Regions from separate parts of the Mus musculus genome. Here all the other regions are linked to region 1. A link is a contact called in public HiChIP or PLAC-seq and promoter capture Hi-C data. All regions are on one chromosome and are shown on one strand. The core of a region is the stretch at or near the end of the contact, and the rest is flanking DNA. Distances in the headings are between cores, read along the strand shown. Region 1 holds the start of Ebf3 (early B cell factor 3). Region 2 has its middle 43 kb from the start of Gm51502. Region 3 has its middle 14 kb from the start of Gm51502. Region 4 has its middle 34 kb from the start of Gm36737.

The links. Promoter capture Hi-C pulls out the DNA fragments that hold promoters and counts their contacts. HiChIP or PLAC-seq counts read pairs in DNA pulled down with a chosen protein or histone mark.
Region 2: a contact with region 1 is called in a promoter capture Hi-C map of second pharyngeal arch cranial neural crest. The contact joins the enhancer-like site here to the promoter of Ebf3 in region 1. A contact is called at or near these places in 6 of 39 promoter capture datasets (the 3T3-L1 cell line, cranial neural crest, frontonasal cranial neural crest and 3 more), 1 of 15 datasets of contacts at CTCF or cohesin (large pre-B cells), 4 of 484 Hi-C or Micro-C datasets (B cells, the HL-1 cell line, cerebellum and 1 more) and 5 of 115 datasets of contacts at active chromatin or transcription factors (craniofacial prominence, embryonic hindbrain, embryonic limb bud and 2 more).
Region 3: a contact with region 1 is called in a promoter capture Hi-C map of embryonic stem cells, with 5 times the contacts expected there. The contact joins the enhancer-like site here to the promoter of Ebf3 in region 1. A contact is called at or near these places in 11 of 39 promoter capture datasets (the 3T3-L1 cell line, cranial neural crest, embryonic stem cells and 6 more), 3 of 484 Hi-C or Micro-C datasets (cerebral cortex, neural progenitor cells and stem cell-derived neural progenitor cells), 9 of 115 datasets of contacts at active chromatin or transcription factors (differentiating embryonic stem cells, embryonic forebrain, embryonic hindbrain and 4 more) and 1 of 9 other capture datasets (embryonic stem cells).
Region 4: a contact with region 1 is called in an H3K4me3 HiChIP or PLAC-seq map of embryonic limb bud, with 12 times the contacts expected there. The contact joins the enhancer-like site here to the promoter of Ebf3 in region 1. A contact is called at or near these places in 7 of 39 promoter capture datasets (cranial neural crest, frontonasal cranial neural crest, hippocampal neurons and 3 more), 5 of 484 Hi-C or Micro-C datasets (nephron progenitors, olfactory sensory neurons and uterus), 9 of 115 datasets of contacts at active chromatin or transcription factors (craniofacial prominence, embryonic brain, embryonic forebrain and 6 more) and 1 of 9 other capture datasets (embryonic stem cells).

Annotation. Positions count from the first base shown.
Region 1 is chr7:137,311,084-137,318,188 of GRCm38.p6, reverse strand. Ebf3 (early B cell factor 3) reads left to right here and starts at 3,744. Exons shown (of 16, transcript NM_001113414.1): 1 at 3,744-4,409; 2 at 4,515-4,671; 3 at 5,033-5,096; 4 at 5,785-5,840. The coding sequence starts at 4,276.
Region 2 is chr7:136,001,388-136,008,492 of GRCm38.p6, reverse strand. No RefSeq gene overlaps it. Among named protein-coding and RNA genes, the nearest start is that of Gm51502, 43 kb to the left of the region's middle. Within about 2 kb of position 5,827, at least 12 of the 459 cell types and tissues checked have an H3K27ac peak or open chromatin away from gene starts, as enhancers often do. A contact at or near this core is called in craniofacial prominence, embryonic limb bud and second pharyngeal arch cranial neural crest, where this site is marked.
Region 3 is chr7:136,030,463-136,037,567 of GRCm38.p6, reverse strand. No RefSeq gene overlaps it. Among named protein-coding and RNA genes, the nearest start is that of Gm51502, 14 kb to the left of the region's middle. Within about 2 kb of position 3,802, at least 6 of the 459 cell types and tissues checked have an H3K27ac peak or open chromatin away from gene starts, as enhancers often do. A contact at or near this core is called in embryonic stem cells, where this site is marked.
Region 4 is chr7:136,211,751-136,218,855 of GRCm38.p6, reverse strand. No RefSeq gene overlaps it. Among named protein-coding and RNA genes, the nearest start is that of Gm36737, 34 kb to the right of the region's middle. Within about 2 kb of position 4,700, at least 20 of the 459 cell types and tissues checked have an H3K27ac peak or open chromatin away from gene starts, as enhancers often do. A contact at or near this core is called in embryonic limb bud and nephron progenitors, where this site is marked.

The DNA of each region.
Region 1 (7,105 bases), core at 2,495-4,994:
AGGCGCAGCTCTCACCGGAGCCTGTGTACCTCTGATACTCCCACGGCTGCTTCCAGGAATTTCTGGCTAGGGCTTCTCAACGCAGGAAATGAAGTTTATTACTTTTGGAAGGATGGTTGCGGCGTTGGCTGTCGAGCAAGAAAGAACACATATAGGGTACCCCGGACATCGGATAGGTGCTGCCTCTGTGGCACCTGGTGCCCTGTATCCCTAGTACCCTGCGATACAATTTAGTGAAAAATTCAAGGGGGTAGATCAGAAGCCAGAACCAGGTCACCCCTCCCCCCCTTCCAGGCCCTGCTCCACACCGAGTTGGGGGCAGGGAATGGAGGAGGGTGGGGAAGTGTCTTCCTGGCGCATACTGATCCGGGAGTGGGCAGGGAGGAGAACCTAATGGCGTGCTGCTGCGGCCAGGACACATAGTGCCCTGTGAGTCTGGAGGCAGGTCCTGGGAGCTTGGACCGTCCTCCAGATTTTAGGTGATGCCCACAAACAGAGGCTGAAGAGTTGACTCTCATGAGGGACCCAGAGTCGGGCTCCAGGAGCGGTGAGCGCTGTCTCTTTAAGGTCACTGCCTGCTCCGGCACGACATAGGGAGGACAGCTGGGCACTGGCCATCTGACTGACTCCGGCTTGACATCTGGGAGCCCACTGGTGTGTGGCACGCGAAGCGCTTGATGCTGCTATTTAAATGCAAATGTGAGGGGGCTCATTGAAGCCTCTCCCCGTAAATCCGCACAAAAGGAATACTTCCCACCCTCCAAGGAGGCGGCGGCGGCGGTAGCTCTAGGGCCACCCGTGCAAATCGCGTTGGGCGCGGGGCCCGGAGTGATCGCCGCCGCAGTCGCGGACCGCAGGGCCCACCGTAAAGGTCGAGTCCTTCCCAACCAGGTCCCTGGACGCCCATCTGACCTTTAGGAGAGGTCTGGGAGAATGGTTAGGTCACTGACCAGAGCGCGTCCGCGCAACTTCCAAAGTACCAGCCAGCTCTTGCGTACTCCCCTTTTGGATTCTGGCTGCCTGATTGTCCAAGGAACTGAGAGGGGTGGAGCAGGCTCCTGAGGGAGGTGCTCCCAGACTCTTGGAAGGCTCTAGGGATTTTGATCCGCAGCCCCTCCCCCACCCTCTGGCCTAGGTGCTCTGTCCCTCGCTGCCTATCAAATCGAAAATCTGAGGGTGGCATGGGGTGGGGGCTGCCCACCCAGGCTCCTCTGCAGCAGGCTAGGGTGGAGACCCTTCCTGGACGGCTAGACCTTGTGCTCACAGCTCAGAGCCAGCCGTAGAGTGACAAAAAAGATAAAGTTGGTGAATGATAAAGACCGTATTTTCCACGCTTTGGGTGCGCGACCAGATGATGTAGAAAATGAGCTGAAATGGATTCAGCCCCCGAGCCTGTTGTGAGACAGCTGATTCCCCCATTTCGGGCCAGATGGCTGCCGAACACAGATTTGCATTCATTTTCGCTTAATATCGTCCAAAATAGCGGGGCAGCTGCATTTGTTGTCAAAAAGGTTTAAAACCCCCTTTCTTTCTGGGGCAGGATCGTTACCTTATGTGATGGGCTTATGGAACTTTTTCTCCCCCTCTTTAGTCAACAGTATCAGATTTAGAAGGATTTGCTTTTAAACCTTCTAATTTGGTAATCAGATTTAAATCGCCTTGGCGCGTGTAATCTGAATTAAAGATACTGTAAATGATTTTAAGCATGACACTTGCCTTAGCGCAAGGACGGGCACCTCCAGCCCAGGCTGGACATTTTAGGAAGTGTGCTACAAAGCGAGCATTGTACCCCTTTCCCAACTTCATCTCTGCCTAAAAAGGCATTTAGCATATTCTGTCATTGACGCTGGCCCTGTCGCTCACCCAGTGTGAGCTCCCAAGCTTTGGAACACACAGAGACAAAGCATCTCTCAACCTCACCCTCCACCCATGGCCAACTTTATTCTGTGTTGTCTTTCCAGGAGCAAAGTGTTACCTCTTGCATGGGGGGTCTGATGTAAGTGGAAAATGCTGGGCTTATTAGGAATACAGAAATTTTCTTTTAATTTATCGTGAGGAGTTTCCATACACTTTGATTTAAGGTTATTAACATTCTATAGACAGTGGCATTTTTAATATGTGGCGATCGCTTCTAAAGACTAATCTCATTACCCTCAAATAGTCATAAAATATGATTTTATTATACTTACGTATTTAATTAGACGGCCGGCCCCGTAATGGATTTTGAGATGGGACTGGCGCAACAGCTTTGATAATTCACTTATCTTTGGCAATAGTCATTAACCCCCAACACCAGCAAAATAGATTGCTTTCCAGCACATCTTTTCTCTCACCCCTTCCAAGTAGCGTGTGGGGGGTCCCCAGATAACGTAAATCGGACTTCGATTTTCCCGATTAATTAAAATATTAACGCACACACACCACCAATTCACAAAAAAAGGAAGAGCTACCCCAGGCCCGGCGGGAAGAGGCTGCCCTGCGACACTTGCGCCCAGAAACCTTTTCTTTTTCTTCTTCTTTTAAAACCAGAAGGGCCTTATTTCTCGTGGCAGGAAAGAGCCTGGGACATCTCCAGGTCGTCCCTTGGGCCTCTGTCGCGCGTCGCACAGATCTCCTTTGGGTGGGCCGAGCGCCTGGGAACCGAATCCGGGCCTCCCGAGCTGGGCCTCCGAGCCCACGCGCTGCCGGCTCCCAGCTGCCCTCCCGGTTCCTCGAAACCAGGTCGGGAAGCCGCAGGGCGCGCGCTCACCCAGGCTGGGAGGCGCAGAGGGCAGGGTCCCTGGCGCCCGCAGTGTCTGCTCTGCTTTTCAGGCGGTTGGAGGTGGGGAGATCTGGCCACCGCACGGACCATGTAACAGGCTGGACACCAGCTCCGGGTCGCCGGAGAGGCTGAGCGCTCTTTCCGTCGGCCCAGAGAGGGCCCAGCCTTCTTTGTCACTGCCGCACCCAAGAACAGGCCAGGGACCCGAAACTCCTGTGGCCACCGGAGGGAGAGGGGGCATCTGGAGGAACCTGTCTCCGACGTGGACCCCGGCCCTGTATTCAGCAGGCTTTGCCGGGGTAGAAAGCATGGGACACCCAGCGGGGCTCAGATGTGGGCACACTGGCCCTTCAGCAGCCTTAGGTCTGCCTAGAAATCAGACTGAGCTGCGCCTCTTGCCCTGGTGGCGGCAGGGAGTGTGGATCCCTAGAAGGGGCATTAGGTACCCTCTTCTCCCAGCCCCTTGTTGTCCCTCCCTCTCCTGGAATCTCCTCCCGCGCGCCTTTCCAGCCTCTTCCTGCTGTTCTCTTTGGGACACCCCAGAGCCAGTGCTGCCCTGGTATTTATTGCATGCGTGTGGGCGACTTGGGGCGCTCCTCCTCCGACCCACGGTGTTTTGACTGTGTGGCAGGTCTTGTGGGCAGGTATAACGGGCCAAGCAGCACTTATGCACTGGCTGCGCTCGCTTCTTTGCGAGATTTATTTGAGCGGGTGGTAACTTCCTCGGCCGCGGCTGGGCTTGTGGAGCCGTGGCGCGTGGCCGGGGGCGGTGGTGGCGCTCGGTGGCGCTCGGAGGCGGCGGGGCTCGCTGGGCTCGCGGGGCTCGGGCCGGCTCGCGGCGCCGTCAGGCAGTCAGTCGGCGAGCGCGGCGGCGGCGGCGGCGAGGGGCGCGGCGAGGGGCGGCCGCTCCCATATATGGCGCAGGCGCCGCCCCCCGACGTCACCCTCTGACAGCGCCGCTCCCGGGGGCTTCGAGTTTTGGCTCCCGGGAAAGGGTCCATTCCTCGGGGAGAGAGGGCTGAGTTTTGTGCGCCTCCGTCCGCTGCGCGCGCCGCTCCAGGCCCCGCCGCGCCCCGCCTGCGCCCGGGACTGCGCCGCGGCACTCACTGCCCCGTTTATTTGTCTTTGGAGCAGGCGGGCCGCGCCAGAAGCGGGCGATCCCGCAGTGTCCTGCAGCCGCGGACGCCGCCTGGCTAGGATGACACCACGTTGAGCGCGCCTGCAAACAACAACAACAACAAGCGCCGCCGCGGCCACCGCGTCCACCGCGCCCTGCTCCTCCGAAGCGTCGCGTCGCCACCGGTGCAGCCCGCCCGCGTCCCCGGCCGTCCGCAGCGCCCGGCCGCCGGTGTATGCGGCGCCTGCCCGGGACGGGCTGAAGCCGGCGGCGGGCCGCACCGCAGGCGCCGAGCAGGGCCAGGGCGGCCAGGGCAGCCTCCTGCCGCCGAGCCCCGAGCGCCGCCGACCGCGGACGCGCTTTCGGCCGGGAGTCGCGGCCGCCGCCAGCAGTGTTCATGTTTGGGATTCAGGAGAATATTCCGCGCGGGGGGACGACCATGAAGGAGGAGCCGCTGGGCAGCGGCATGAACCCGGTGCGCTCGTGGATGCACACGGCAGGCGTGGTGGACGCCAACACGGCCGCCCAGAGGTACGTACCGGCCGCCCCCGCGCGCCTTGGCCCCGGCCCGGCCCGGCCCCCTCCTCCGGCCAGCGCCGCGCTGCTCACCGGGCCGCTGTCCCTTTCCTCCTGCAGCGGCGTGGGGCTGGCGCGGGCGCACTTCGAGAAGCAGCCTCCTTCCAACCTCCGGAAATCCAATTTCTTCCACTTCGTGCTGGCGCTCTACGACAGGCAGGGGCAGCCGGTGGAGATCGAAAGGACCGCTTTTGTGGACTTTGTGGAGAAAGAGAAAGTAAGTGTACACCGGCGATCGCACCCTCCCTCTCCAGGAGTAGGGGGCAGTTGGTGCCCGCGCATGGGGTCCGAGTGCCCCCCTCGGTGGCGGGAGCGCTCCGCCGGGCGACCCCGCCGCCACGTGCGGTCGCACAGGCCCCGCCAAGGGCCGAACAACTTCTCTGTGCCCTCGGACTCACTGGGGGCGAGGGGGAACGCTGGGCTTGCGGCAGGAAAAGTGACATCACCGCGTAGCTGCGAGCCAGGAATCCTGCCTGCAGCGTGTGAGGCCGAGGGGCCTCGGTCCTGGAGGGGGACCGAGCGCGGTGACCGCGCCAGACGCGGCCACGCTAAATGCAATTATTTATCGTTGCTTTCAGGAGCCGAACAACGAGAAAACCAACAACGGCATTCACTACAAGCTGCAGCTACTGTACAGCAATGGTGAGTACCACTGCTTGCTGACTGCCCTTTCGCCCTGAGCGCTGGCTCTCCCTTCCCTCGATGGTTTCAGGACATAAAGATTTTGAGATTAAAATGACATGGGTGTAAACACGAAATCTTCTCATGGCATAGAAGGAAAACAAAACATAAACGATCGATAAGTCGATGGCACTTCACATGATTAACCGGTGGGGCTTGAAGTAGAAAGTAAAAGGAGGATCGATAAGGGCGCCTGCAGAACAGCACTTTTAAGGGACTTTTTTCAGTTTTGCAAATTAATGTTAATTATTGGGATGAGGGTAGCTGCATAAGCCGAGCATAACTTACTGCCTGTGCACGGTTTAGAAAGGAAAGGACCTTCGAGAGTAGAAAGGAGTTTGGACTCTGTTTCTATAGGTGCACTCTCTTTTTGAAAAATAAATGACCATATGGGCCCAGAGCTGCACTCTTGGCCTGCTCACTGCTAGGCAGACTTCTTACACCTTCATATGGGAACCGCAAGAGTCCCAAGACTTTTAATTAAGAAAAGAAAACAGTGAGAAGCGACTGGGGTTTTCTGTTTCCCTCCCAATATTGTAGGGATTGCCTTAAAGTGGTCCCAGGCACTGGCTCGCCCAGGCCCGGGCGTCCCTCCTGAGGTTCAGGCTAAAAGCTTGTTGAGAGTTTGTCTGCTTTTTTCCCCTCACAGGCGTCAGAACAGAGCAAGATCTGTATGTCCGCCTCATAGATTCAATGACCAAACAGGTGAGAAAGTTTCTGCCTCTCTACTCGTTGTGTTTTCCTTTCTGCTGAGCTGAGGTTGTCCTGGGGCTGAGAGAGCAGACTGACAAATGGATCTCCTGTATTTGTTTTTCATTTCGCTTCCTTGACATGCTAATGAGAATTCCATATTTATTGGAATAAATGGACCGGTTGCTACAAATAGTTTATGCCGTCATTAAAACAGGACATATATGCTTTATTAAATGACTTGCGATTGGAATCAAACTCTGTCTTAATTAATTACGGTAATTAATATTTGACAGAAAAATTCCAAGATCCCCCCCTTGTTTATTTTTAAACGTTTCTTTCTCTGCTTGAAAACCATTTCATGGGGTTTCTGACCCCTCCCCTCAACAAAGACAACTGACTGTCCCAAAGCTCATCGAGTTAGGCTGGCTTAGTTAGTTCCCCTCCTCCTTTCTAGTGCCATGGTCTGGTAACACGAGCCATGTATTTGGATTTAAAAGTTAAATGTGCTGGGGTGAGAAGTCACCTTGTTCCCCTCTAGTCCGTCTTCACCTCTCAGCCCCCCATCTCCATAATTCAAAGTCTGAGCTCCAGGGGTCACTCAAACCCATCCACTGCTCTGCTCTCTCTCTCACCCTCTGTCATACCTTGTAAATAACATAATTACAAGCAGTTCCTTATTAAATTATTTAACCTGTCTTGGTCAACTTTTCGGATGATAACTATTGGCTATCAGTAATGTGATTAACTGCAGAAAGATGCCTCATTGCTTTTTGAGGGTGTCCAGTCTCTGGCTGCTAATGTTGTACTGGGTGATGTGTTACTGTTTTTAAGGACATTGTTTCCACGTTCTTAAAAATAGAGTGTTGGGTGTATGCATATAGAATTCCTAAATTAAGCACACCCTGCACTGATTGTTTTAGAATGGAGGATATACAGGGTCACACTAGAAATGAAAGTAGTCTCTTCATTTTTGGTTCATAACTTTCGGTATTATGAACCAAGTGGGAAAGAGCTTCCTGCAGCCCGGCACACACGCCTCCTATTCTCTGAGCACAATTTGCACATTTTTATTTCTCTGAAAAAGTTTGTCCTTACCTAGGCAGCCAGAACATGAGGTTTTAATGTCTGCAGCCGCAGAGCTGTGTGGTTTTTCTCCTGGAGCAAAGATCTGGCAGGTAAACGTGTTTTTCTGACACAGACTGTGGTGTGCCCTTTTGCCAGCCTTGCACCGATTCACAGAAGCTCTGGAACTCGGCTGCTGTTTTTGTCAGGCGGCT
Region 2 (7,105 bases), core at 4,578-7,077, 1.3 Mb after region 1:
ACGGTTTAAGGGGGCAGCGTGAGTAATCCAGAGAGCACAGAAACATGCCACCTCTGGAAGGCTAGAGGCAAGATTCATTTAAACAGCTTCCTCTGTCACCGGTGTCACCAAGCTGAAGCTTGTCTTGTTTACGGGATGAAGGTTTCACACTGTGTCAACGGGCTGCCAGAACTCGGCATTCAAATGAGCAGTTAGTATAAGTCAGCCATAAACATGGCAGATCCGAGAGACGGGCAGAAGCCGCTCGGATCCCCGGTGCAGCTTTTAAGCACTTGGCATGCTGCTGTCTCCGACTGGAGAGGGGGCTGCAGGCATCATTTGGGCCCGGGTGCAATGCACTTGAAATAATTACTTTAATCAGCAAAAGTTAATTACTTTAAATCATAAATTAATGGCAGAGCATTTGGCAGAGCCTGACGTGCGTGGCGAGGCTGTCAACGGAAAGCCCAGGTGAACCCACGACCCTGCCTGGTGCCGCCACAGAAGCTGGAGCCCACCCACTGCGTGTGCCACTTCTGCAGCTCTAGGAGGAACTCTCTGTAACCGGAGAAGCGCCACCTTAAACTGTCACCTATAAAAAAAAGGAGCCGTAAACAAGCAGGCTGCCGCTAAGCAGGTGCTGCTGGAGAAGCCGGCCCTTGACAATAATAAGATCTTAAAATGGCATCTGCCTTTATTTTACAGCATAATTGGAAAGACGGTTCAAAGTAATAAACCCAGCTGATATGTTTTATGAGTTGGTAGTTAGCAGTGTTTACTAGGGAAGAAGAGTTGGGGGAAGATACTGTCAACCCCCTGGATGCAATTTCCATACCAAGATGTCTAGAGAGCCAACTGCTATAAGGCACCAAGACCACTGTGTGGAAGCCCCAGCAGCCATAGCCTTATACCTATCTTGTTCTCTCTGTGTTGGCATCGCCAGGAAGCAGCCAGAGTGCCTTGAGAAGGCAGGAGAAGGAGGTTTTTGGGTTTTTTGTGGTTTTTTTTTTTTTTTTTGAAGAGATGAGAGCTCTCACAGACCACTCTCATAGCCATCTAGCTCAGAGTCTCTTGCATATCAGGCGTGGGTGCTTGCACAAATAGGGTACTGGGACATGCAGCCACTTTGCTGAAAAGTCCACCTGCAGGGGCCAGAACATCCTTTCTGGCAGGTATAACTCCTAGGAGGACGCCAGCCAGCATTAAGTTACTCACTGCCAACAAAAACAAGCAGTATTTTGGTCCTGGCTTTGGTCCAGTGAGCTCTTAGTTAGTGGTAACGACAGGAGACCTATACTTTGTTTCTGGCTCTAGGTACCTTTAGCTAAGACATGTCTCCCTGCTAGAGGTGACTCCTCTGTAGAAGATATTCAGCAGGAGGATCCAAAATTCTGTCTGGAGACTATCTTGAAGCATCCCTCCTAACATGCAAGGATGGAACACAGATTGAATGCTCTGATTTCTAAGATCACACAGCACAACTGCACTGGCATCTTGTGGTCACAGCCCTGTTTGGCCTCCACAACTTATCCTATATCTAAAACATTATCCTGGCCCCAGTTACTGGCTCCTTAGGCAGGGATTGCCCTTCAAGATGGCTCTCACTGTGGTGTTCTGCTTTGGCCTTGGTGAGACTTTGAGTCATGTCTATTCAGAATAACTCTTGTTGTTGTTTAATTATTTTTTTATTTTTATTTTTTACACCTCAAATTTTATTCCCCCGTCCACCCTCCAACTGTTCTGCATCCCATAACTCCTCCCCATTCCCTGTCTCCACGAGGATATCCCCACTTCCCACCCACCCCCATCCAACCAGACCTCTAAACTCTCTGGAGCCTCCAGTCTCTTGAGGGTTAGGTGCATCTTCTCTGACTGAACCCAGACCCGGCAACCCTCTGCTGTATATGTGTTGGAGGCCTCATGTCAACTGCTGTATGCTGCCTGGTTGGTGATTCAGTGTCTGAGAGATCTCGGGGATCCAGGTTGAGACTGCTGGTCCCCCTCCCTACAGGGTCACCCTTCTCCTCTGCTTCTCCCAGTTTTCCTCTAATTCAACCATAGGGGTCAGCAGCTTCTGTCCATTGGTTGGGTGCAAATATCTGCATCTGATTCTTTCAGCTGCTTGTTGGGTCTTTCAGAGGACAGTCATGATAGGTCTGTCTTTTGAGCTCTCCATAGCCTCAGTGTCAGGCCTTGGGACCTGCCCTTGAGCTGGATCCCACTTTGGGCCTGCCCCTGGACTCTCTTTTCCTCAGGCTCCTCTCCATTTTCATCCCTGCAGTTCTTTCAGACAGGGACAAATATGGCTCAGAGTTTGCAACCCTCACTTGATGCCCTGTCTTCCTAATGGAGGTGGATTCTATAAGTTCCCTCTCCGTACTGTCAGGCATTTCATCTTAGATCCCTCCCTTTGAGTCCTGAGAGCCTCTCATCTCCCAGGTTTCTGGTGTATTCTGGAGGGTCCCCCCAACCTCCTACTTCTCGAGGTTTCCTGTTTCCATTTTTTCCTGCTAGCCCTCATAGCTTCATCCTTTTCCCTCACCCAATACCAGATCAGGTTTCCCTCCCCCTGCTCCTGTCCTCTTTTCTCCCAAGTCCCTCCCTCCCTCCCTACTTGTGATTGCTTTCTTCTCCATCCCAAGTGGGACTGAGATGTCCTTCCTTGGGCCCTACAGCTTTTGACCTTTTTGAGTCCTGTGGACTGTATCAACCAGCAACACCACTCTTGGGAATATACCCAAAAGAAGTCCCACCATGCCACAGGGGCACATGTCCCACTATGTTCATAGTGGCCTTGTTTGTGATGGCCAGAAGCTGGGTACAACCCAGATGTCCCAAGACAGAAGAATGGATACAGAAAATGTGGTTCATTTACACAATGGAATACTACTCAGCTACTAATAATGAGGACATCCTGAGTTTTTCAGGCAAATGGATGGAACTAGAAAATATCATCCTGAGTGAGGTAACTCAGACCCAAAAGGACATGCATGGTATGTACTCACTAATAAGAGGATATTAGCCAAAAAAAAAAAATACAGAATACCCAAGATACAGAATGACCCTTAACATGTACACTGAGAACTGATTTAACCCCTCAGTCTCCACTGCCTGGATTCTATATTGGGTATGGTGCTACAGTATCAAGGCTTCCTGTAGTAATTGTCAGTGACAAAAGTATAGCTGAGGCAAGCACACTTCCGGGAATGTGACAGGTCCTCAGTGATGAGTATCTAACAAAACACTGGTCAGCAGAGCATCCTTGGGCTCCTGAATCTTCCCCAAGGGTCCCTGTCACAGACCCTTAATGGTACATCCAATAGTATGATACACATGGCCTCTGTTGCTCTCCTGGTTCAGCTGGGATGGAAGTGCTTCGATGGCTAAGGGGCCTCTGCAAAGAACCTAAGCTCTGAGGAACTTATTTTAGGAAGGTGAAGAGCAAAGAAGGATCCTTGGAGACTTGAGGTACCAATCTGAATCATACTTGGCTCTTTTTCCCCTGTTCAATCCTGCTGGCCTTTGGGACAGGCAGGGAATTGGGAAGCAGGAACTTGGGGCTCTTCGTTGGTTCTGTGTCTAAAACACAATTTGTCGGTAAAGGTTTCACAACTTGAACAAATGCAGATGACCAGAAATAAATATCTATCCATGCAGAGCACAGAGACAGAATGTGTGAGCTCCCTGGGGTGCTCCGCCCATTCCCACACAGGGTACTCAGACCCAACAGGCGGGTGCCTCTCTCAGTGAAGTACACGGGCACACTTAGGAGGAAACAGCTAGGAGTTATCAGGTTAGAAAAAAAGAAATCACATTTCAGGAAATAAGAGACATTTTTCCTGCGCTCTCAGTGTCAGTGGCTTGTGTACTGGAGTACCCTGGATATTGCAAGTGTTCAGAATTCAATTCTGCTCCTATCAGTCACAGATGTGTTGGCAGAACCATCGTTAGCCAAGCTCATCTTCAAAATACTCTGGGTTGGAGTTAGTCTTTGCTCCCACATGGGAAATTTCCACTCTCGTCTAAGGTTGTCAGTGGCTCGTGGGTCCATTCTCACGCCACGGTGTTTCAATTAACTCCAGCCTGAAGTGAGGCAGCATCTTCTTCTTGATAATTTCTAGCATCCTGATAAAACCTCCAAGCTGCTCATGCCTGCAAGAACTTTCTCAAGTGATGGAAATGTCCTTTTGTGGAGTCGCTTGATTGGAAGCTACACTCTGTCTGGTGAGCACAGGAGGTGGGGTTTGTTATTTCCGTTGATTTTAGCGTATACAGCCACATGCCACTGACGGCTACAGAACTGGATGTAAGGATGCTTAGCAAAGCCATCGCAATCCACATTAGGGATGTCAAACTCGTGGAATGGTGGCTATAAATGAGGCAACCACTCCTTCTAAGTAGCTACCATATTGGTGACTTTCTATAACAGGGAACTTATTCTCTCATACGTAGCTCAAGAATTCCGGGATGTAGCTCACCTGATACAGTGCTTGCCCAGAACTTCATAAACCAGGCATAGTGGTGCATAACTGTAATCCTAGTACTCAAGAGGTGGAGACAGGGGGATTAGAAGCTCAAGGCCATCTTCAAACACATAGTTTGAGGCCAGCCTGGGCTACAAAATACCCTCTCTAACTAATTCATTAGTCAATGAATTATTTTTTTTAAAGAATTGGCAACTGGTAAGCAAGGGAAAGAAAAATGTCTTTAATTTAGCATCCTTTGTCCATCACCTTAAGAAATAGAATTTACCTTGAACATTCTCAGCAGGCTCAACTGCATCCAAGCCTTTAGGCATCCTAAACCAAAATGGCTTAGAGTCATCCTTAAATGGAAATAAAAACATACAATGAAGCTCCGTACTAAATTAAATGCATGAAGACTGGTTTTGTGATTTTTAAAAGATCGGGGGAAATTAAATGTGAATTTTTGCATATAAAACAGTCCAACATTTGCAACTCCACAAAAACATTTTTAAATGAATTCATGGTTCCCAGTGGTGCCCAGCACCCCAAGGGTTTGGGTCCAATTTTTGCCCACTCAAAAATCCCATAATAGCTGCTTTGGAGGAATAAATGAATGGGGAGGTAGTGTGAGACATACCAGCACTGGTTTTTCCTCTTGGCCTCTCCCAGCTGGAAGTATTCTGGTGAAAAAAAAAATGGAAGCAAAACAATTCATTCCTTCTGCCCTCTACCTAGACAAGCTGCTCCTTCACCTTTCCTCACAAATAGAGCTTAAGGAAGCTGGATGAAGAGGGACCTGTGATCCATGAGCCCAATGGCTAGCAGAGAATATGAGTGGGCTTTGATGGGATTATGCCAGAAGAACTGGTCGGTTACCTTCTGTCTTCACACTCCTCAATTCTCTTACGTTCTCTTAAGAACAGAGCCTGTGGTAGGGAAGACCAGCTGCAGGTGGCTCCATACAGTCTCACCCCTTGCTGGGAAAGGCCAGTTCCAAGCACACAGCTGACCAAGAGGAAGGCAGCCTTGGGGAGTTCAGGTCCCTGCCCAGTTACTGCTGCAGTCTCGAGCACAACATTGAAACAGAAAAGGCGGGAGAGAGACGCAACCAGAGCAGTAACACATAACACACAAGTTCTGCCTCGCACCAAACTTTAATCTTTTCCCCCAGGCATCTACTCAAGCAGCATTATATTATTTAATTTTTTTTACTATTAATATTCTGCCCTCGATGTGCTGCAAAGCAACTTCATGCAAAGGGAGAATGGACTTAGCAGGAGGACTCATTTGTCTTCGGCACCTGGACTGTTGTAAATTAGAGTGCACCCGGTGTGGGGAGCAGGGCTATTTTAATCATTCCAATGTGCCCAGTGCGGGAGATGAACTCAAAAGTGAATATTAAAAGTAGTTGTGGAATTCAGTCGTTTCACGAGTGAGCACGAAATAGCCAAAGGCAAAACCGGAAGGCAGCTTCACTTCCAATCAGTGTTCCCATTTTATTGAAACCAGATTGGAATTCCTGGAAGGAAGCCTACAGATCACATCTTTAATGCTCATTTTCATACACTCCAGTAAAACTGTCAGGGTGAATCAGTTGTTGAAGAAGGCTTCCTGTATAATTTACAGACGTGCCTCCCTGCAGCCCATTATTTAGAGCTGAAACTGAAATCTGTTTTTGATCAAGCTCCGAGACTTCCTCTCACCTGCCCAGGTTTGCTGGACTCTAATTTGGCGATTAATGCTGGCCTTTCACACCACACTGCACCCTCAACACCAAGGACATTCATCCCCACACATGTAGCCGTGGGCTGGAAGGTGCCTGGGACCCGCTGGGATGCTAGAGTGAGTGGGAAGACAGGGCTTAGCATCCACCACATACAGGAACACCCGGGAGAATTATACCAATCACGGAGGGCTTCGGCAGGAAGCTGACTATGTGTGGCCAGAGCCCTCTGAAGTCCTGTTTCTTCAGCCCACTGCTGTGTCAACAAGTGAGTACAGTGGGGACAGAACACAGGGCAGAGGTCTTCAGCCCTCTGTACTCTAGAGTAGAGTTACTTGGGAACAGTCAAAGCAAGCTTCAATTTATACTAGAAAGCCCCATCTTCCAAGAAGGATGAGCTGACCAAACAGCCCTGGTGAGATATAAAGGAAGTGAGCAACAGCCCCATGGGAGTTGCCAATGTCTTCTTCCTTTTCTCCTCAGACTGTGCTGGTCTAAGAGACCTCTTTGGAGAGATAGGGTTGGCAGGCAACAGGCCAAAAAGGAAGACATCTGGGATGTTTGCTAGTACCTGGTTAATTATGTGGGGTGGAGACTGTGTGACAGGAGACCCAGCCACTCCCAGCCAGGCTCCTGGCCTCCATCCTTCTCATTCAAGTATCTAGACAAGTTAGAGAACTCAGATGAAGGATTTGGGATTTTAAACACACAGGTTACCTTTATTATTCTAAGCTCTTTCTTTATGGGATGGGAAAGCCAAACAGAAATGAAAATTATATGGTGGAAAAGAGCCCTGGGCATTTTTTCTCCAGAAATATCATAGCAGAACAGGAAACTAGGCCTTGCTAGTATCCTAATTCCAGTTCCAAGACAACACAGCCACTCAGCCTCATGCTCTTCATGTGCATCAGTGTACTGGGGTGATGGCCAAGTCAAG
Region 3 (7,105 bases), core at 2,553-5,052, 1.3 Mb after region 1:
GGCTAGTTGAGCTATTATCTCATAACCATAGTTAGAGCAGGAATCAGAGGCACTGTGGCCATCAGAACTAACCCCAAACCAGGCCCAGCAAGGTCTAGTCACCCGGTGAGCAGTTCTCCAAGGATCTAATAGAAATGTCAACTTTTTACAGTATCAGTTTCTGAATGATTAAATGCTATAATGTCAGGCCCCTAATTGTGGTTTGCCTTCAGAGAAGTGTAATACAGAAAACCGATGAAGTTTGAGCAAGACTCCCCAACTCAGTGACCATTCTTCCCAGGTAAAACACAGAGTCTTCCTCCCTCAAGTAAGCTCTGATCATCAGAAACAACTATCTTTCATCACTGTACTTCTATCTGACACTAGCTTGAAGTATTGGTACATTTTCTGTTGTTATAATGGAATATCTGAGCTTGGGCGACTTTGAAAAGGAAAGAGATTTGTGTGACTCACAGTTCTACAGGATTAAGGACATCACTTATACCAGTAGCATCTCAGTTCAGGTTAAGTTCTTCTCTCACACTGGATGACATCCCAGTTGTGAGAATTCATGAAAGAGCATGGGTTACACAGCCAAATAGGAAAACATACTGGCTGGAAGCTCATGGTCTCTTCCCAGGACACACCCCAACCAACCATTTTGCTGGTTAGTTTAAAATGTCAACTTTTATAACCTAGAGTCATTTGGAAATAGAATCTCAATTGAGGAATTATGTAGATCATGATGACCTATAAGTATGTCTATGGGGTGGTGGGGGACAGGGCGAGGGAGGCTCCTGTTATCTTCATTGTTAATTGACTCGGCTTTGTTTGGGCACTACCATTCCCTTAGCAGAGGGCCCTCAGCTTTATAAGAATGAAGAAAGCTGAGCATGAACAAGCAGGTAGCATGGAGATATTTATTTCTCTCAACTCTTGGTGTTGAAAACAGTATGAATGACTGTTTGAGTGCCTGCCTTGACTTTCCCTCTGTGGTAGACTGTAACTTGAATTATAAGTCAAATAAACCCCCCCTTTTTTTTGTCTAAGTTGCTTGCTATTGGGGGAGGGAGCATTTTATTACAGCAAAAGAAATGAGATTAGAACAGCCTCCCATTGGAACTGGGATCTTGAAGATTCCAAATCTTACCTACTCAAGTGAGGGAAGAAACCCCAGCACATGAGCCCTGGGGAGTACCCACAGTGTAAATTTGAAGTCCAAACCCTTGTGGCACAACTCTCCAACACTAAAGGAGCCTCACCCTAGAAGATGACATTTTTCTATATTTATCTCTGTTCTCCAAAAAGCAAACTCAGTATTTGATTCACCAACTCCAACAGAGAAAGAATGTGCAACTAAAAGTTGGGAATTTGCCATTTTTTTTTAACTTTTCCGAGTGTCATTGAACATAAACCTTGCTGGCTAGGATCTGATTGGTTGGTTTTTTATTTCAGCCCAGAGTGATTTTTTAAATGACTAATTTATAAAGTCTTTGAAAATAAGAGTTTCTAATGGAAGTGCTGAGACAACCGCAACTCTGGTGTTGCAAATGGCACCACTGTCATTAAGGGGTGTGTTGTTGTTTGTTTTATGCTAATCTGCCTTCAATGTGACAGACTGTCACCTGCATGGGGGGTACCGTTCTGCTCGATATTAGCCCATATGGCGGGAGCTAAATTGTATCGGAGCTATGGGCTAATTACCGATGAGTTAATAAAGCCAGGCAGAGTGAGCCTGGCCATCTCCACCCGTCCTTGGAGGGTCCCTCCCTCCCTCCCTAAAGTGAGCTAGTCTGGCTTGAGCTTCAGAGTTCTTCCCTGGTTGAGGATCTAAGAAAAAACCCACAGTTCCATTTCAAACACACCTTCTTATTTTCTCAAATTCCCATAATTTTGATGTTGGGTTACATTGTAGACCTCAGACAATGATTTTTTTTTTTGAGTTGTTGGGATCTCAGACTACAGGGAGTCACATGGCTGAGGACAGGTATATAAGCAACCTAAGGTTCTCAGGTTTTGATTTTGAGAAGGAAAAATGACTGTGTTTCACCTGTGAAAACTCTAGGGACATTCTCTCAGCACTGGAGTTTGAGGCCATCCATTATTGTTTAGAAACTTCGAGAATATACTAGCTGTGTTATATGTCCTTCAGGATTCTGATCAAATAAATACTTATTTAATTTAGGTAAAATTCACTGTGTGGTTCAAAAACATCTCCATTGAAATACATTTAGATTTTTCTGTCACGCTGTTCTGCCTATGCTGGCAGCACCATGACTTCCGATGTGAGACTGGTAGGACTTCACAGGGACTGTCCTGCATCCATAGCCCTTTCTTCAGCCCTGCCTCTACCACCAGCAAGAAGGGCAGGCAGCATTTGCTTGCAGCCAGGAGGGTAAGCCCTGCGGGCCTGTCCTCGGAGACCACATTGACGCCGCTCTGTTAATCAATTGGCACGAGGAACATGGGACACATTTGGCTCTTCTTTCCCACATCTCGCCCAGACTGCTCACGATATGCCAGCCTGGGGAGTCTGATTTCTTGGGTGACACCCTCAGCTTCTCCCTACGTGGTCTTTAGTTGTCTCAATTAACTGGGACAGTGGCTCACAAAACATGACAATCTGCCACTTTCCTAATATTTGCAAATACACATTTTACATGGCTGGCAAAGTTCAGAGGAAGGGATATGAAGCTATTGGGCCTCTCTGGACACCTCTAGTGAAGTTTTTGAGTGCTAACAAATTCTAATCTCTTGGGAGCTTTTGTTGTTGTTCGCTTGTTTGTTTATTTGGGGTTTGGGGAGGTTTTGTTTTGTTCTGTTGTGATGGGGTCTCTCAACATAGTTCTGGCTGTCCTGGAACTCGGATGTAGACCAGTTTGGGGTACTGTGATTAGAGATGTGTGCCACCACAGCCTGATCCTGGTAATTTTTTTAAAAATAAAAAACACAGTTATTTTCATTCCTTATGTTATCTGTTAGGCCACTACCATCTAAAATCCAAAATCTAAAGACGTGAGAAATATAATAAAATAATAGAGAAGTCAGTCAGATTCAAATTTGAGGAAGTGATGGGTCTAGCCCTTGTCACTTCTGGGCAGATGATGTCATAGAGAAGTCCACCTGAGTGGCAACTCAAGAAAGCTGCTTTCCTGGTGCTTCCTGTTCAACTTGCAGTCAGATGGGCCAGTTGCTGTTTGCATAAGCCCTTGGGAGGGGCCTTATCAGTCTTGCAAATTTTGGAAGGTTCTAGAGCCTTGTTTTGTTTACTTCCTGAGTATTGGGAGTCCCACTTCAGGATAGAACATTCCAATCTGATGGAAATAGCTAAGGAACAGAAGGTGATCCCAGTAGAACCTTCCTATGAATTTCGTGAAGCTTAGGTTGGGGTATCATACTAAGCTAAGAACACAACAAGGAGCAGAAAGCAAAGGAATATGTGTATATAATTACAAATCTGGGGTATCAGACAGCAGCCACTAGTTGAGACTCCCTGTTATCTAAGTTAGGACTGGAGCTGAGAGAAAAGGGAAAGGGCTTTTAGCCTCTGGGCCAGTTCAGAGAATTGGGGTTTTTCTTCACTTAAAAGTCTTTCTGCTCTAAAGGGGGTGTCTATAGACATACAGCCTCCCTTCTGTCCAGCATGTGGGATCGTTCTCCGTTGTTCATTCGGAATATTTGAGATTAGATTTTTTTTTAAAGAAACGTCGTTCATTCAGCTCATAGTTCCAGAGCTCAATGTGGGGTGTGGTCCGGCTGCATAGCTTCTGCAGAGAGCCTCAACTGCTCAGGTCACAGCACAAAGGTACAGAAGAAGTAGGTGGGCATAGTTGTTTGAATAAGAATTATCCTATTGCTTCTCCTATTTGAATGCTTACTCATCAGGGAGTGGTTTGAGGATTGGGAGGTGTGGCCTTGTTGGAGGGAGCATTTCACTGGGGTGGACTTTGAGGTTTCAAAAAAATCCCACAGTAGGCCCAGGGTCTTCTTTCTCTCTGCCTGCAGATCAGGATGTAATTCTCAGTGGCTGCCCTAGTGCCATGATTGACAACTTGTTCGTGCCATGCCTTTGCCAGGATGATAATGGACTAAACATCTGAGCCTGTAAGCAAGCCCCTAGTTAAATGCTTTCTTTACCTTGGTCAGAGTGTCTTTCCACATCGATAGTACAGTGGGCCCGTGTGAAAAACGAGGAGGAAGCAGAGGAGCTCAGCTTCTTTAGAACAGTAAGCTCTTTGGAGGGCAAACTCGTTGCTGTTAGAATGGATCTGGGTTCTTGGATGACATTTATCCTTCTTCAAGGCCTCACTACACAGTACAACTCCATGAAGGATGTCATTCTAAAATGAGTTTCAGACCACAGCCAAGTCATATCTTTAGAGGCCAGTAGGGATATATGTAATCAAGGGTTGACAATGAAGCTTCAGTTGTTACACGGCCATAGAGCTAGATACTCCATTTCAAAAGCAGTCCTGTTTCTGCATCTGGAGCTGGGGCTAAATCCCCATGGGCCAAACAATTGGGAAGGGAAGGTGGTCACAAATAAAAGAAGGCCTGGCGTTCTCAAACTTCGGAAGCTGATCTAGAACTCTTGGGATGAAGTGAAGTCCAGTGCTTTATAACCATATCATGTCTTCCAGTTTTGACTTAAAGACTTCATCTTCAATGAGTACATCCACCAAGTCTCTAGTTAGCATGGGATCCATGAATCAGAGATGCTGAAAGAAAACAATGGGTCAGAGTAGACAGGAACCCTCATCCCCTCAGAAACGATGCTGGAAGTGTTTCAGATGCCTTTCTTCCCAAGATCAGCACAGACTATGTGGCCCACACACTTGAAGGGCACTTGGAGTTCAACTCTGTGAAGTAAGAAATATTCTTATCCCTTTCTTTATCTATGAAAAGAAAAGCTAAAGGGTCCATCTTTAGTAGGATTCCACTCTAAAGGGTCTGCATTTGATAAGAGGCAGCTGGACAGGTCTTCTTTCCAGCTTCTAGGGAGTGTCATGGATGCAACTGTCCTTTCAGACCAATCCTGCCAAGCTAAGGGCCCAGTCCTCATCAAGAGAACACCCCTCCTCTTGGCCCATAACTGACATCCATGGTCCTGAAGTTACCTCCACTCTGCATGCTTGACTGTAGCTGCCCCATCTTCAGTTTGTGGTTAGTTTTGGTCTTTTGAGACAAAATCTCGTTGTAGCTCAGTCTGACCTTGAACTCGTGAGCTATGTAACCAAGGGTGACCTTGAAATCCTGATCATCCTATATTCACTTCTCAAGTGCTGGGATCACGTGGGTATGACACCATGCTCAGCTTCCATCTTGTGCCAAGTGAGAGGTATCCAAGTGATTATCTCCATAGCATGCCAGGCACGCAGCCAGCATTCTGTACCCTCCTTCAGATGCTTGCTCACAAAGACCAGCCCCTTCCACTGGTTACTTTTAGGTTGTTGCTGTGCCCTCCCCCCTCTGCTGTTTAAAACCATCAGAAGCCTGGACCATTTAACAGCACACTGTGTCTGTTATACAAAATATCGATTGCCTCTTTCGAGACCATTTTCTCACACAGCCTCCTGCAGTGGGTTGAAAATGGAGCTCTACTCTTAACATGCACCTTTTTTTTTTCCTCAAGTTCAACCACCACAATGCAACAGTGAGACAAGACTCACAGGATGTTCTTATTTCTATTTTATTTCTTGCTGGTGAGGCTGCTGAGAAGGACCATATGCTTGTGCGTGGCTTTGCTTCGACTTTTCCTGTGGTGCGCTTAGGGAGTGGGCTACAGGTACAACCCTGCCTATTAACCAACAGGCTAGGGCATGGGCGAGCCATCTTAGCTTTTACCTAATACCAAGTCACTGTCTGCAGCCCAGAGCCAGCCATGGACATGGGACCAATGTATAGTTCTAGTCTCACGAAATATCCTGAGCTGAGGAGACTGAGAATTTCCCAGAAGGCTCATCAGAGACAGCATATTGATTTATATTTATAATTTTAAAAGTAGAAAGGAGGGTAAGCAATGATAGGGAGGCACCAGGTGCATTATGGTGATAGTGTGTGTGTGTGGGGGGGGGGTAGGGCTAGGAGATGAATGCTGGATCTGATCTTTGCTGAATATTTGAAAGTTTACACATTCTTAGACACTTTGAATCAGAAAGTTTGCTGAATACCTCAAAGCCAGACCTGAAGTTGACCATTGTCTCCGGAAGCTAGGAGTCCTGGAGCCACAGCCAGATAGATCTGTGTGCCTACCATGAATGCATCTAAACGGGATTTCTTGGTCATGTTGGCTAATTTAATTTTACCATGAACTGTTATCACACCAAAATCATTACAGCTGGTGTTTTGCAAAGGAAAATAATATTTTAAAACACATTGGCTTTTCCTAGGGTGGCATGTCCATCAAACCTCCTCAACTGTTTCACAACCTGCTAATTAGATTAAGCCAATTTAATGACTCAGACATATAAAATGCCTTACCTGACTTCTCCCCCTTCCCCACTAATGCATACATAGACAGAGAATTGGGTAGGATAATTTTAAGGCCAGACCCATATAAGCTGGGAGATTCAAATTAAGGTTTAATTAACCTGCTTAGTACAAGAATCTCTGAACAGCGGGGGATTTTACACACAGTTACATGTGATCTGTAATAACCAAGCATAGCAGCCTTCTCCATTACATGTTCCAGGATGTCCACCTTGCCCTCTGCACTTGATTAACTGCCTGGAGCCTGCCAGTTTCAGAAGAGAGATATTGGAAGGCATTATCACTCGTCCCCCATGCAAGATGAACACATACGGCAAGGTCTGAGGAGGATGGCTACGTTTGGGTAGGCTAGCCGTATAAACAACCATGTGGATTCATCTTGCCCTTGGCTGATAGATTATATGGACTGCTTCTCATATAACATCCTAAGATATGTTGAGACTGACGTGTCCTGGAGCCTGCATCTCTCTTGCAGTTTAACAAGTTGAACTTGTTATTCACCAGTTAAACTAGATCATTTGTCTCTGCCCTGGGGCAGGGAAAACCTGTGTTACCGAGGGTCTCTATGATGGCTCAAGTTCCCATTCCTGGTGACTTAAACAATTTAAGGAGCATGCAGACTTGACTATGAAGGGGT
Region 4 (7,105 bases), core at 3,451-5,950, 1.1 Mb after region 1:
CTGCTGCTCCTAACAAAATCCATTATGTTTATTAGCCCTGAGCTTTATCTAAGGAGGAGAGGAAGGTAAGATTATTTTTATGAAGAGAAAGGAGAAGAGGAGGAGGAGAAAGGGGTAGGAGAAAAAGAAGAAGGGCAGCTACGAGGAGGAGGAGGAAGGGAAGAAGCGGAAATGAAGAGGAAGCAGAGAGAGTAAGGTTATGGACTAGGAAAAGAAGAATTAGGAGAGACCTGCTCAGCAGCCCTAGCTGAATCCTAGAGAGTAACTGTCAAGCTGGAGCAGAATAAATATGTGTTTAAAACCCACATGTAGAGGTAATGAGGCGACCTGATTCATTAACTGCCTTGAAGTAGTCCGCAAAACCTCTCCCCTCCGTGCCTTGCCGTCCCATCCCATCCACCTCACCAGCTGGCTCGGGCTGTGCTCTTTTCGCTGCCCAATATTGCTGCCACGCGGGATTGTCAGATTTCTCCCACAGGCCCTGCAGGCCTACTGTGGAACTCATGTACTAAATGGGAAAACAGGACAGGTGGGGCAATGTGTTTTTGCCCAAAACTCCGCCTGGAAGCAATCGCAGCCTTGAGAAAAAAGACTAAAGATACTGCTGAGATGCCCAAGAAGAGGAATAAGATCTGCTCGCGGGCAAGGCAGCCATACACCTTGCCTTGTGTCCAGCTTCCCTGTGCATGTTGGAGGGGACTCTCTCAGCTATCGAGAAGGCCTGGGGTGAAGGTGCTGCCTAGATGGCCTAGGATGGCTGGGAGGACCTGAATGCTACCATGGGGAAGAACATTCCAGAATTCTCCATGCCTTCCCTGGGCATAGAACTGTGAAGTGGCACCCTAGCTTGGCAGCCGAACAATGAGCAGGTCTCTCTCTGCATTATGGAAGCTGTGAGGTCCCAGGCTGACCACTGAACCCAGCCAAGACTCAGTTTCCCTCCCTGTAGAAAAGCTAATATTCTCACACCTCTTTCCAGGGTGACTCATCTCTGGAACATACCACTATGCCCGGTGCCACCTGACACTGAGAAAAGTCTACCTTCCAGCCTTCTGAGAGCTGATATGCTCCAATGAGGAGGCAATGGACAGACTATACTCGAATGCTCGGTACCCATGAGCATTGTGGAAGAAAAGAAAAGTCCAGGGTTCTCCAAGACCTCGTCATCTGGTGCTGAAGGAAGAAGCCTGGGATAGGTGCTGAAGGCCAGATCAAGGAAGCTCAAGGGCATGAGCAGTAGCCAACAGTCTTGGCCCCTCAGGGAGGCTTGGGCTGGGTGGCAGGAGATGTAGAAGCTATGAGAGCCTCTGGGGATGCATGGCAGGGAATGACCACACCAGCTTCCTCTTAGAAACCGTAGAGCCTGCCAGATGCACACATCTGAGACTAGCATTTGCGACAGAGTGGGGCTCAGTCCAACCTGAGCTACTGAGTGGCACCTGGTCTCAAACAAATAAGCAAGCAAGCCATCAAACAAAAGCTAGAAACAATACAGTATGAAACAAAACAATAACACAACAAAAACAGAGACTAGTAATGTTAGTGCCCTGGCTGCCTCAGCTAAGGTTGAGAGGTGTTGGCAAGATGGTAACAAGAAACTGGCTGAAGATGGTAGCTGAGACTCAAACTTGACCCTGGCAGCGGTAACTACCCTGTGGACCTTTGAAGGAAACTTCTGGAAACCTCACTTCTAGAAGACACGCACGCTACTCCTTGGATTCTGAGTACAGTGTTTTGTCCTTTTCTGAGATAAAGCAGGGATTGCTTCTCCCAAGTCCTTCCTGTCAGAAGCCAGGGAAGGCAGGATTACTTCCCTGTGCAGCATTACAGTCCCTGTTGGCCTGTGCAGCATTACTGGGCCTGTCTGGAGGTTCCATAGCAGATAGGTGCTCAGTTCCCACAGTACACTTGGCTATCTGCCACCCACCCTCAGCCTGGGATGCCACTGACCCAGCCAAGGGCATTATGGTCACATGGGCCTCTAGAAGGAGATACTACAAGGCTCTTCCTAGCCATAAATTTCACAGAATGATATAGTTCCTAAACTAGCCTTGGCTCAGCCACTGCCTACCAAATAAGGTCACTATGCCTAGGTCACTTACCCCATCCTGCAACACCCTTCCTTTCTGGTTTCCCCCGCGTCTGAGTCCCATGGAGTTTTGTATTGTTGAAGCTGAGCTACTGGCTGGTCTCTTAAACATACTCCCACCCCATGCTTTGGTCCTAACTGCCCAGATCATCACTCATCCTACAAAGCTTGGGCTGAAGCCATCCCTGAGCCTGAGTGCCTAGCACTAGCAGTAGGACCAATATTCACATTGCACCAATGGCTAGATGGAAACTATACATCAGCAGGTGTTCAGGATAGACTGTCCCCAAGTGGCCAGATGTTCAACATTATGGAGAGAAATGGGAGTAACCCCAGAAGAGAGTTCACAGTATCCAGGACCACTGGGTAGCTGGGAAGAAACAACTCCAGACTGAGGGAGCCCTGTGATGAGAAGCCTACAGAACCTAGAAGATGATCAGGTGGCCAGTTTAGTGAGTGGCCCTGAGAACTCCATCTGCCCATAAATGAATGCCAGTGGGGTTGCTGCTGCCTCCTGCCTGCTGACACTGATTGCGCCCAAGGCAAGGGATAGCCACTGAGTACGAGTGGCCAGCAGCCTAGGTCTATTGAGCCCTTGAAATGGGAGATACTGTATCTGGGTATGATCAGATTCAAACCCTGCAGAATCTTTTCCTAGCCCTGGCGACGGCGTGGTTACAGCTCTTGTTTTAGGACTAGGAAAACATAAGAAGCACTTCCCTAGGTCAAAAGGGTTTCCTCTTGGTTGGTTTGTTTGTTTGTTATTGGGTTTTGGTTTTGGTTTAGTATGACCTCACACATACTAGACAAGCCTCTACTACCGAGCTTTCCTGCTACTGCAAACATGAAACCAAGGGCCATGTTCTAAGCTCCAAATATTCCTTCTGGAGACATTTCTGAATTTCCTGTTTCTGAAAAGAAAGAAAAGTATCCAACAACCAGGGAATGAAGGTTCTCGTGAGCAAAGCATTCAGGTGCCAGCTGATCCAGGAGGTGGTGACCTCCTGGATGACCTCACACATACTAGACAAGCCTCTACTACCGAGCTCTGTGTCTCTCCTCAGGATTCGGCAGAACCTGATGACTGTCCCTATAAGCCTAAGTCCGGTTCTCCTGTGAAACAGAAAGACCACAACCCAGGCCCCACTGGCAGCAGCAGCACTCTCAGACATCCCCTTGGCAAGCCTTAGGCACTACTGTATTGGAGGCAGCAGGAACCTATGTGTGCAAGGTAGCATGCCTACTGTGGATGGGACATATGCTTCCGAGTATGAGGAAGGAGTGCCCGCTGTGGATATGAGGAATAGCCCTTTACTGTGTGCAAGGCACTGAGCCTGCTGGAAGGCATGCACATTCACTGGGAATGACTAATAAGCACTCACTGTGTGTGAGGCACAGTGCCTACTGTGTGCAGGGAAGCATGTCTCCTGTGAATGAAGCTCTAGGCCCAGGATCAGGGCATAAAATGCATGGTAAATGGCTGCAGTTGGCATTCAGAGATCTCTCATCACCTCCTGGATCAGCTGGCACCTGCTGCTTAGAACATGGCCCTTGGTTTCATGTTTGCAGTAGCAGGAAAGCCCGAGAACAGCATAGGGCAATGGGAAGTCTCTCTGCAGTCTTGCCACAGCATGGTGAGCAGAGCAAAGCAGAGAAAGGGCTTCTCAGCCTGCCCCTGCTAGACTTGAGTTCTCAATCCCTTGTCCTAAATTAACAGGTTTCAAAGAGATGGCCTCTATGCTGTTTCTTCCCTAATGACCATTCTTTCTTTCTTCTCCCTTTCCTCTTTGGGATATCCTGGACTGTAGGCAGCAAGGTCCCCCTCAAGGTCCTCCAGAGTGACTTCTATTGGTCTTGTATTCGGAGTATGGGAGGAGCCCTGTAGGTGAGGCCAAGTGGGCAGGAGGAAGGCTATGCAGAGCAATGACTCCAAAGGCATCTCTGTTGGCAATTTCCACCAAGTTCATGGTTCCAGTCAGAGGGAAGCAATAAGACCTTCGGCTTTGTTTTCAGTATGTGCCCAGGAGAATTAGGAAGCAAAGGCAGGGGTGGAGCCACAGCTGGAAGGGAAGGGCAAAAGTCATTCAGGCATTTGGGAAAGTGTCACTTTAAAATATGAGGGGACCCCCTCAGGCTTCCAGGCAGGGCCAGCCCCCTGCTGATGTGGAAAGGGGCTGCTGGAAAAGAAAACCCACAAGTAGCGGGAATAAGACTCCGCCAGCCCAAAGAGCCTCATTTGTTTTGTTTTAAGAAAGGGAAGAAAGAGAACTGCTACTCTAAGGCTCCCGCACCCCTGCACACACCAACACACAGGAAGATCATGCATTTGTTGGTGTATGTGAACACACACAGAATTCACCTTCATGCTTAGACATGACACTGGCCCTGTTGCCCTAGAAATATGGAACCAGCAAGTGTGTGATTCTGAGTCTCAGTCAAAAACTGGCTCCCGCTAGGGTCGAATGATCAAATTTCATAAGCTGACTTGGACCAAAGTCATGTGTGTGGCTCTTATAGCCCAAAATTGTTCTTTTTTTCCCCCTCTAATATCTACCAAACAGAACAATGAGGGCCTTTGAAATTCCCCAGAGACCTACTATTAAAACCACAATTTACAACTGCACCATACCATCTAATGTGTTAACCAGGTGTTCGGTGTTATTGTTTGAAACTCTACCTTGGTTTAAATCAAATGAAGAAAAGCCAAAAGTCCAATTAAAACCCACATTGCCTCTTTATCGAGGGGAGGTGAAAGACATTCATTACAGAGTTAATGGCAGAAGTCTCATAAAATGCTAGGCCATCCCTTTTTCTTCCAAGTTCTGAGTTCTTGCTTTAGAGTCTCACAGCTCGCTGGCATTTCCTGTTCTTAACGGGGAATTTGGGGAGGGGGGCACTAAAATAAACCTAAGAATTTCTGGCTTAATTGTTGTAGCATGTAGGACACTCTGGCAGAATTTGACAATTGAATGTTGTCACGGGGTATTAAGATCCTGCAGTGGGCCCATTTAGGCGATTATTTCATAGGCTGTCCCTTTAATACCTTCCAGGCTCTGCCTGCATCCTCCCTGCCAACATGTGTCCATTGTATTTAATACATCAATGACAACAAATTTATGTTGCTAAGCTCAGAGAGAGAGAGAGAGAGAGAGAGAGAGAGAGAGAGAGAGAGAGAGAGAGAGAGAGAGAGATGGGGGGGTGGAGAAGCAAATCCCACCAAAAGCCTCCCTGGATGGCCCTTGCAGACACTGACCAAGCAACGTGGAATTCTGCTGTCTTCACGAGGAGGTAATGACTTCCAGACTTAAAGTGCCTGTCTTTGTCTTTGGTCATTTTTCACATTCCAGCTTGATCCCAAACTGCCATGTTCCTTTGTGCCTGTGATTTTCTACTTAGATGTCATGGCCACCTCCCCTCCTGTCATTGCATCTTCTCTGAGCCTTGATTCTGACTTTTCCTGCTGTTCCCCACACATGCTCCTCGCTCATTGGCAGCCATGCCTGCATCGCCTGGAAGTGTCTCGCCCAGTTCCCGTCGACTCTTCTTTTTATAAAGGACTGAGAACAGACAACAGGATTTTTTTTTCCTGGCCTCCTGGCTGCTGTACTGAAATAAATAAGATAATCTGATAAATCAGATCCATTTTTCTCTTTTCATAGACTTTGTGAAGCTGGGGGGGGGGGGGAGTCAGTTACACCACATCTGTTCCCTTTTACGCCTTATTTAAGAAAATAACTCTTGCCAGATTTTTACCCACCCATAATAATTACACCATTTTTACAGATGTGGTTTTTAACAGCTTCATTCTGGCCCTGAAACTTTTATACAATTTGCAATGAATTTGCTTCTTGGCTTGCACTTTGTTATTAGCTGGCAATAAAGAGAGGGAGGTCAAGGCGTCTGTTGCCAGAACTGCACCTTTGATGGGTGTTTCCCTAAGCCAAACTCCGAGAGCAGAAGTGGCCACTGCCGTCCCCTCCACTCTGTCAGCCTGAGAAGATGCACTCCAGAGCTGTCACTTGAGCGCTGCTCTTGGCGGCTCTCTCCCCTCATTGCCTTACTTTATCTCTTTCACTCCCTTTCTGAGCCCTAGCCCAGAGTCGGACTGTTCAGAGTCTTTGGATGCTGCCCAAGAAACAGGGATTGCCTTTTCATGATACCCAGTCTGAAGTTGAAGGCCCAAGTGAATGCTTCCCAGCGCTCGTGGCCTGACATTGACTTTAAGAGGACAAGTAGGCCATATGAATAGTGTTGGTTTGTGCCCTCACACTATGTACCAAGTGAGTCACATACAAAACCAACTAAGGATTGAGTTCAAACAAACAAACAAACAAACAAACAAACAAAATGCACACTGCAGGGGGATTCTGAGAGCAGTTTGGGAATGCTTCACAATGCTGGGATGTTAGCTGGAGTCCATACCCAAGAAAGATAGCAGACAGAGTATCACGACACAAGACAAGGAGCTTGTCAAACCATTGAGTTGTTCCATGGTCTGGTAAAACTTGGATGGTGAATATGATTGTCCCGATGACAGAAAGGTCCATGGCAGAACAGAAATGCTCAGCCTTTAAGTATCACAGGCTGGCCATATTGGTGCTTAGTCCATTCTCTTGTCTTCCCTGAGTACTGTATATTCTGAGAGATTCCAGCCAGAAGAAGTTGCAGAGCATCTGCAGCCACACAAGCAGAGGTAGAAAAGCTCAGAGTGCCTGCCAAGTGTGTGTGATGGGCCCCAGCTTCCTGAGAGCCACTGAAAGACAAGGTCCAGTACAAGCAAGCAAGACCAATAGACCATGGGCAGGAAAAGCGACACAGACACATGGCACCTGGACCAGCACAAGTCCCCTCTCCCCAGTCACAGGACGGTGAAGCCTGGACAGCTGACTATCGTCCCCAAGGATCCTCGATGGCCACAAAGTGGCCTGGTTTTCCCATTTCCACTGGATTACATTCATGTTTTCTTCTCTCTGTCTTGCACTGTATCAGCACAAGTATGAAAATTATTTGTTTTCT